Regions from separate parts of the Gossypium arboreum genome. Here region 2 is linked to region 1. The links are chromatin contacts, called in public Hi-C maps. All regions are on one chromosome and are shown on one strand. Each heading gives the region's core, a stretch centred on a gene start, on an enhancer-like site or on the middle of the called end of the contact. The rest is flanking DNA. Distances are from core to core; before and after follow the strand shown. Region 1 holds the start of LOC108473692. Region 2 holds the start of LOC108470461 (AT-hook motif nuclear-localized protein 14).

Region 1 (3,215 bases), core at 452-2,951:
CAAATCTTCCCTGGATCTGAAGCCTTAAGCGATTTTCATTCTTCACCTACAGGTCCTCAGTATACAGCAGCTGTATCGTATTAGTACGATGTATTGGGACGACAAGTATGGCACGCATAGTGTGTCCCCCGATGTAAGTTTCAAGAGATGCAGTTTGTCAAACTAGATTAAAAGATATCCACTGGTTTAATAATATGACTTGGCTCGATTATCGACTTCTAGGTAATAGCCAATATGAGAGTGTTGATGACAGAAGATTCCAACAATGCTGTTAGTAATTCCTTCCTGCTGGATGATGATTCAAGGTTAGCATTTACATTCCACTATGTGATGATGATCTATTTGGCCCTCAACCTTTGTTTTTCACCATCTAGGATGCATTGCTCTTAAAGCTAATTGAAAACATTACCTGGAAACCAGCTGAGCTCGTTTTTTAACTGACTTCGCACAACTTTTATCGTTTTGCAGCATTCCATTTTCAGTTGACGACCTATCAAAGTCGATGGAACAAATAGACATTGCGGACATTGAACCACCGCCACTTATTCGCGAGAACATAGGCTTTAGTTTCTTGTTGCCACGTTCAGATTAATCAAATCTGATTCCAGCAATGGATTGCTTCTTCCAAGGTGTAGATTCACCTTCCAACCTCATCAACGGTGAATGTCCTTAAGGTGTTCATTCATCTTGCTTTAAGACTAGAAATATTTGTCCAAAATTTTGTTTTCACATTATAGGTCATTGATTCAAGGAGGAATATGTCTTTCTTCCCTACTTAGCACAGTTGTCTAAATTTTCACTTATGTTGTACAATTAGTTCATCCTTTTTATCTATGGGAAAAATAATTAAAGCAGAGAACTATTTTCACATTTTGCAGTATTTCTAGTCCAATCTTCTAGGCCAATTATTTCACTATGTAACATTTCCTCAGTTTACTCTTTTCCATGAACACACTATTACTACCAATAAATGCAGGACTTTGAATAATTAGTACCATATACTATGACAGTCCAAGAACTCATGACATGAGGTGTAGTCATCAAATGAAAGGAAAAAGGCACCAATCTAAGAACTAATCACCAAGAAATAATAATTTTTTTTGACATATCAAGAAAATTGAAGTTTTCCTCCCATACTTGTACACTTGGAAAGATACTTAAAAAGAACAATTCCCTCAAAACTTGCTTTTTCCTTCATTGTTCACCAAGAAAACAATAATTTTGGCCATCCATGACCCAAATACTAACATTCAATCACATAGTCATGATGTACATATATATATATATCAATGCCACTAAAACAACAAAATGAAGATAGTTTCCTGATTCGCAAGTAGAATATGAATGGGGTTGTCTTAAAAACACTAGACAGAACATCCAATGCTTAAACTGACACAAACCCAGATGTCAAAATGAGATGATCGACCCAAAAAATGCAAGTTTAACAAGACGAAATGCCCTTCAAAGAAAAAATGAAAATCTTGTGTTGCTTATCTTGTTTGGCCATAGAGAAAGAGAGTATCCTTAAAAGGCTTGATAAAAGGAGGAACCAACTGGGAGAGCTTCCTCAAAATAATCGGAAAAGTAAATGAGGAAGAATTTTTTAAGTCAAAAGTCAAAACTATACTAGTAAAAGTGTTAATGTGAAGTCGGATTCGGGTTGGACCCGGAAATAAGATAAACGGGTTCTGAGTTAACCAAAAAAAGGTTCATGGGAATGGGATATTGGGCTGTCTAAATTTCAAAAAAGAAATTAATAATAATAATAATTAAAACTTAACTCAACCTGGTAACGGCGTCGTTCGGCTTTTCTTCTCTAGTGCCGCTAGTTCAAGCTTTGCTGCAGATTTCTAAAATTAGATTTATCATTCGTTTTCTTTGATCTGTTATTGCATTGGAAACGATATCGGCTGGAATTCAAGATGGAAACTTTCATAAATCCCAAATCACTTTTTCATTTACTTTTATTACCATGTTTGCTTCTCTACAGTTCGATTGCATACAATTCTTCTCCTGTCGAAGCCGCCATGCATACTAACAATTGGGCTGTCTTAGTTTGCACCTCTCGTTTCTGGTAATAAAAACAACCTGAATTTGTGCACTTTTTCTATATTTCCCCCTTTTTTTTTCTTTTCATTGAGTTTTAGGATCAAATGAATCATACTCGTGTAATATTGGGGATAATTAAGATAACCCATCTTTTTCTCCCTTAATTTTTTGTTTGATTTGATTTCTAGCTACATTTGTTTGGCACCAATCTGAAGTTGAGAGGATATAGGAGAGACTTTTAGATGCTATTTTGATGTGTAATTCATTTGATTGTTTGAACTCTGTGGCTTTGTTTGATTATGTCATTGTAAGTTTGATATAATGAAACTCTGCCTCTTTGTACTCTGAGAAACTTTTTTGTGTTTTGATATTTGCTTATTTTCTTTGTGCAAGTCCTTTTGACCCCTCAAACTAGTGGTAATTACTAATGATGAATAAACTATCAGCTTTCCGTTTTTCTTTATTAGAAGCTATTCTTTTTGTTAGTGCTGGTGAGGTGTTCCTCAGTCGATGATTTCAAAGCAAATGCTTTTTTTTACTTCTGGTTTATCAATGCAAAAGCAAATTCAAATGTGGTAATGGCTGTGGTCAAGGTTCTGCTCCTCAATAAAATTCTCTTTTCTCACCTTTCTATCTTCTGGAGCAATGAAATATTTAGATGTTTGTATGGGACAGCTATCTCGTTAGTTTCTGTCACTTAACAAGGAAGACAAATTCGAACAAGGTTGCACTACACTATTTTTAACTTCCTTCCCCTTACTGTTTTTGATCAGCTAAAACAGAGCACAATGTAGAGTCCTGAAATTGTTAATTGAAATAATTGTGAATTTTCCCTTTCAGGTTTAACTATCGTCATATGGCGAACACTTTATCCTTGTATAGGTAACCAGGCACCAACCTAGTCTTTTCTTTTCTTTTTTTTTTTCTGTTATAATTTGTTTATTTTGGTTAATTTTTTTTCCTTTGTTTGGATTTCCAGGACAGTTAAGCGACTAGGAATACCTGATGAGAGGATAATACTCATGCTTGCAGATGACATGGCCTGCAACACTAGAAACAAGTACCCTGCTCAAGTTTTCAACAATGAGAACCATAGACTCAACCTTTATGGAGATAATGTTGAGGTTAGTTCTTAGTGATCAATTACTTAATTGGCTTGATTGTGT
Region 2 (3,215 bases), core at 317-2,816, 250 kb after region 1:
TAAGCCCCCGAGCTTTTTCCTAATTAAAATTTATAGCGATTAAACTTGTACAATTTAGTTCCTAAGCCTTAATTAACCACATTTTCGCTATTACTTAACCAAATTTTAATATATTTTTATACTAACTCCTTAAATATCTCTATTTAATATTTATAGATGAGATTTCAAATCATATTATTCGATACAATTAAAAATCAGATTGTTACAAGATGAATTATGTATCATCTCCAATTTATAACCAACCACTAAAATTGGATATGAGACTTAAATTAAAATGTTAGAAATAATTGGACAAGATTACACAAGCACATGGTATTTGAAAAATACTTCTAACTAGAAGTGTTTTACTGGAAAAACTGATAAAGTATTTAAATTGTGTGTTTTCCTTTACGAAATTATTGAAAATTTTGTGATAAATAAAAAATACCTTATAATTAAAAGTACTGCACTAAAAAAATCATAATAATAGCTTTTCTATTTTAATTATACAAAATAAAAGCTACCTACAATCTAATAGCCTAAAGTTTGTTACTATTTAAATCCAACAACCACGATTTAAGAAGAAAATGAAATGATTGACGAAAAGTTTGTGTTTGGCAAAAACATGCACTACACAAATTGTCTTGTCAACCAAATCACACTAATTACCTAAATAAAAATTGGGGTATGATATATAAGCATTTTTTTTCAACTGTGATATTAGTCAAAAAATATTCTAACATTTTATTGTATATTTTATGATGTTGATTGTATTTTTATGATGTTGAGTTAACTTTTAATTGGGTTTTAACTTGATTAAAAGAATTATAAAATACCCTTTGATGTATAAATATATTATGTTATTGCGAGGTACTTTTATCTTTTTATTTTTAAATAAAATTAATAAAAATTTACTTATGATTTGATTTAGACTCATACCACCAACACTTTTAAAATAATTTCTTTACAAATTTAACCAAAGTTTTATTTTAATTCTTTTTATACATTTCAATGTTATTGTAGAAATTGTTTCACCCACATTGTTAGTATATATTACATATATGTGTGATAGAATTTTCAGATTAATAATGTCATTGATTAAGTTGGTGTTACTTAATTAATTCGATATCAACTTATGAAAATAACAACGCTATAATAAACAATTATAGTGTATTTAATTATTTATTTTGATGTATTTACCCATTTAAAATTTTTTATTCATAATTTAAACTATTTTTAATTTTAATTTCGTACATATATTATTGTTATTAGTTTTAAATTGATGTTTTATTATTTATTTTTGTTATTTTAAAGGTAGATGTGTATTTTAAATTCGATATTACCACAGTATAGTATTGAAATTTTATGTTATATAATTTTAGAATATTTATATATTTAAATATATTATTGTCGTATATAATATTATTGGATCTTAGGGGAAAGCCTCTAAAACCCTAAAAACAAAATAAACTAATCCGTTTATCAAGACATCTTTTGAACAGTCAAATATCAAAAGTCAATCATCTTACCTTCGTAACTTTCATCCAACGGCTCAGCTTACACGACCCCAGATTAAAATAAATAAAAAAACCTAAAACAAAAAAACAAAAACAAATTATAAACTAAAAATAATAAAAAATAAAAAAATCTGCAGAGATTTTCCTCTTTCTCTCTCTAAAACCTCAAAAATATTGAAAAACCAATGGAACGCAATGAAGCCCAACAACACTACTTCACCACCAACACCTCCACCACTGTCAACACCACTCCGTCACCGACTAATGGCCTTCTGCCGCCAAACGAGAGTGGAGGTTCCCACCACATGGTATACCCTCACTCCGTGCCTTCGGCGGTGATGTCACCCCTGGAGCCTGCGAGGCGGAAGAGAGGGAGGCCTAGGAAGTATGGCACCCCGGAACAGGCGATGGCCGCTAAGAAAACGGCGTCATCGACCTCTAAGGAAAGGAGAGAACATCAGCAGCTGCAGCAGTTGGCTCTTGGTGGCGCCGGTGCTTCGCTTTCCGGGTCTTCTAGGAAATCTCAGTTGGTTGCTTTAGGTAAAAGGTTTATTACTTTTGGTGTATCCTTTTTGGTGAATTTGATGGTTTTGGGTTTGGGAGTTGCAAAATTATTGAAAGTTGAGAGGCTTTTGGTGCATGCGATGGGACACCATTAGCTTTATATACTCTCTAGGTGTTTTTGGAAAAAAAATCAAAATTTCTTCTTCCGGTGCTTTTTTGGTGAAATTCGAGAACCTTTTGTTGCAAATTTGCTGGAATTGGGATTACTTTTTGGTGCATTACGTGAGAAGCGAATGCTTGTTTGCTGTGGTTGGGTTTTTTCTTGTTAACGAAAATTACTTTCTTTGTGGTTCCTATTCGTGCATTTGATGGTTTTGGGAGTGCTTGTGTTGCAAATTTTTTGAATTTGCGTGTGTTTTGGGTGCATTGTTTACGAATCGTTGCCTTTGTTTGCTCTAGGTGTGTGTGCTTTTTGAAAAATATTTTCTACTTTCGTCTATCGTTTTGCCAGTTTAATCATTTCTGGGGAGCTTATTGCAAATTTTTTGAAATTTATTAAGAATTTTTTTGATGTTTTAAATTATGATCCTTTGCCCTCTGTTTGGTTGTTTGGGGTGAACCCCGCTTCCCCATCTACAAATTTATTTTTAGTTGTTTAATTGACAACTTCTAATTTTAAAGAACTTTTAGCTTACGGTTACCTATAGGTTTCTCTATTTGTGTATGGTCATTGTCTTTATAATTTCCTTTGGCTTATTTATTTTGTTCCGTATCTGTTTTTGGTTGTAATATTTTTGAAATTTCTGATAATTTTTGCTGCATTTTTGGGCAGATTTGCATTTCTTTTAAAACCTTTATTTGTGTGGGGAAAAAGAAAAAAAGAAAAAAAATTCAATCCATTTGGAGGACATTTTTTCATTATGTGCAAACCTGATTTTAGATTTCCACATTACTTGGTGGCAGTTCATTCTTCTGTATTCCTTTTTTTCTGTTCCTTTGCGAGGAGCCTTTTTTGTTTAACTTATAACTGCAAAACTGACTTGCATGGTTGCTTTGATTTATTTTTCGAAGCTCCACGGGTTTGCTTTTGGCTAGAAGATGGTATATCTACATGTATCTATGTAGCTTTGGTTTCATAACCAAAATCCAGATCACAGTTGAGTTGTGTGTTCTACATGTTGATTGCTAGTTACTGGTGGTGGATAGTGCCATAGA

What was found. A called contact is a pair of places that touch in the nucleus more often than the background predicts.
Region 2: a contact with region 1 is called in a Hi-C map of leaf, with 5 times the contacts expected there. The contact joins the promoter of LOC108470461 here to the promoter of LOC108473692 in region 1. A contact is called at or near these places in 2 of 5 Hi-C or Micro-C datasets (both in leaf).

Annotation. Positions count from the first base shown.
Region 1 is chr11:116,396,473-116,399,687 of ASM2569848v2, forward strand. LOC108473692 reads left to right here and starts at 1,702. Exons shown (of 10, transcript XM_053021147.1): 1 at 1,702-2,074; 2 at 2,890-2,931; 3 at 3,029-3,173. The coding sequence starts at 1,923. It overlaps LOC108473691 (myosin-9), which reads left to right. Exons shown (of 38, transcript XM_017775398.2): 36 at 53-133; 37 at 223-305; 38 at 469-859. The coding sequence ends at 592. LOC128283753 (a long non-coding RNA gene) reads right to left here and starts at 571. Exons shown (of 2, transcript XR_008274163.1): 1 at 410-571; 2 at 1-285.
Region 2 is chr11:116,646,431-116,649,645 of ASM2569848v2, forward strand. It overlaps LOC108470461 (AT-hook motif nuclear-localized protein 14), which reads left to right and starts at 1,567. Exons shown (of 6, transcript XM_017771778.2): 1 at 1,567-2,036. The coding sequence starts at 1,682.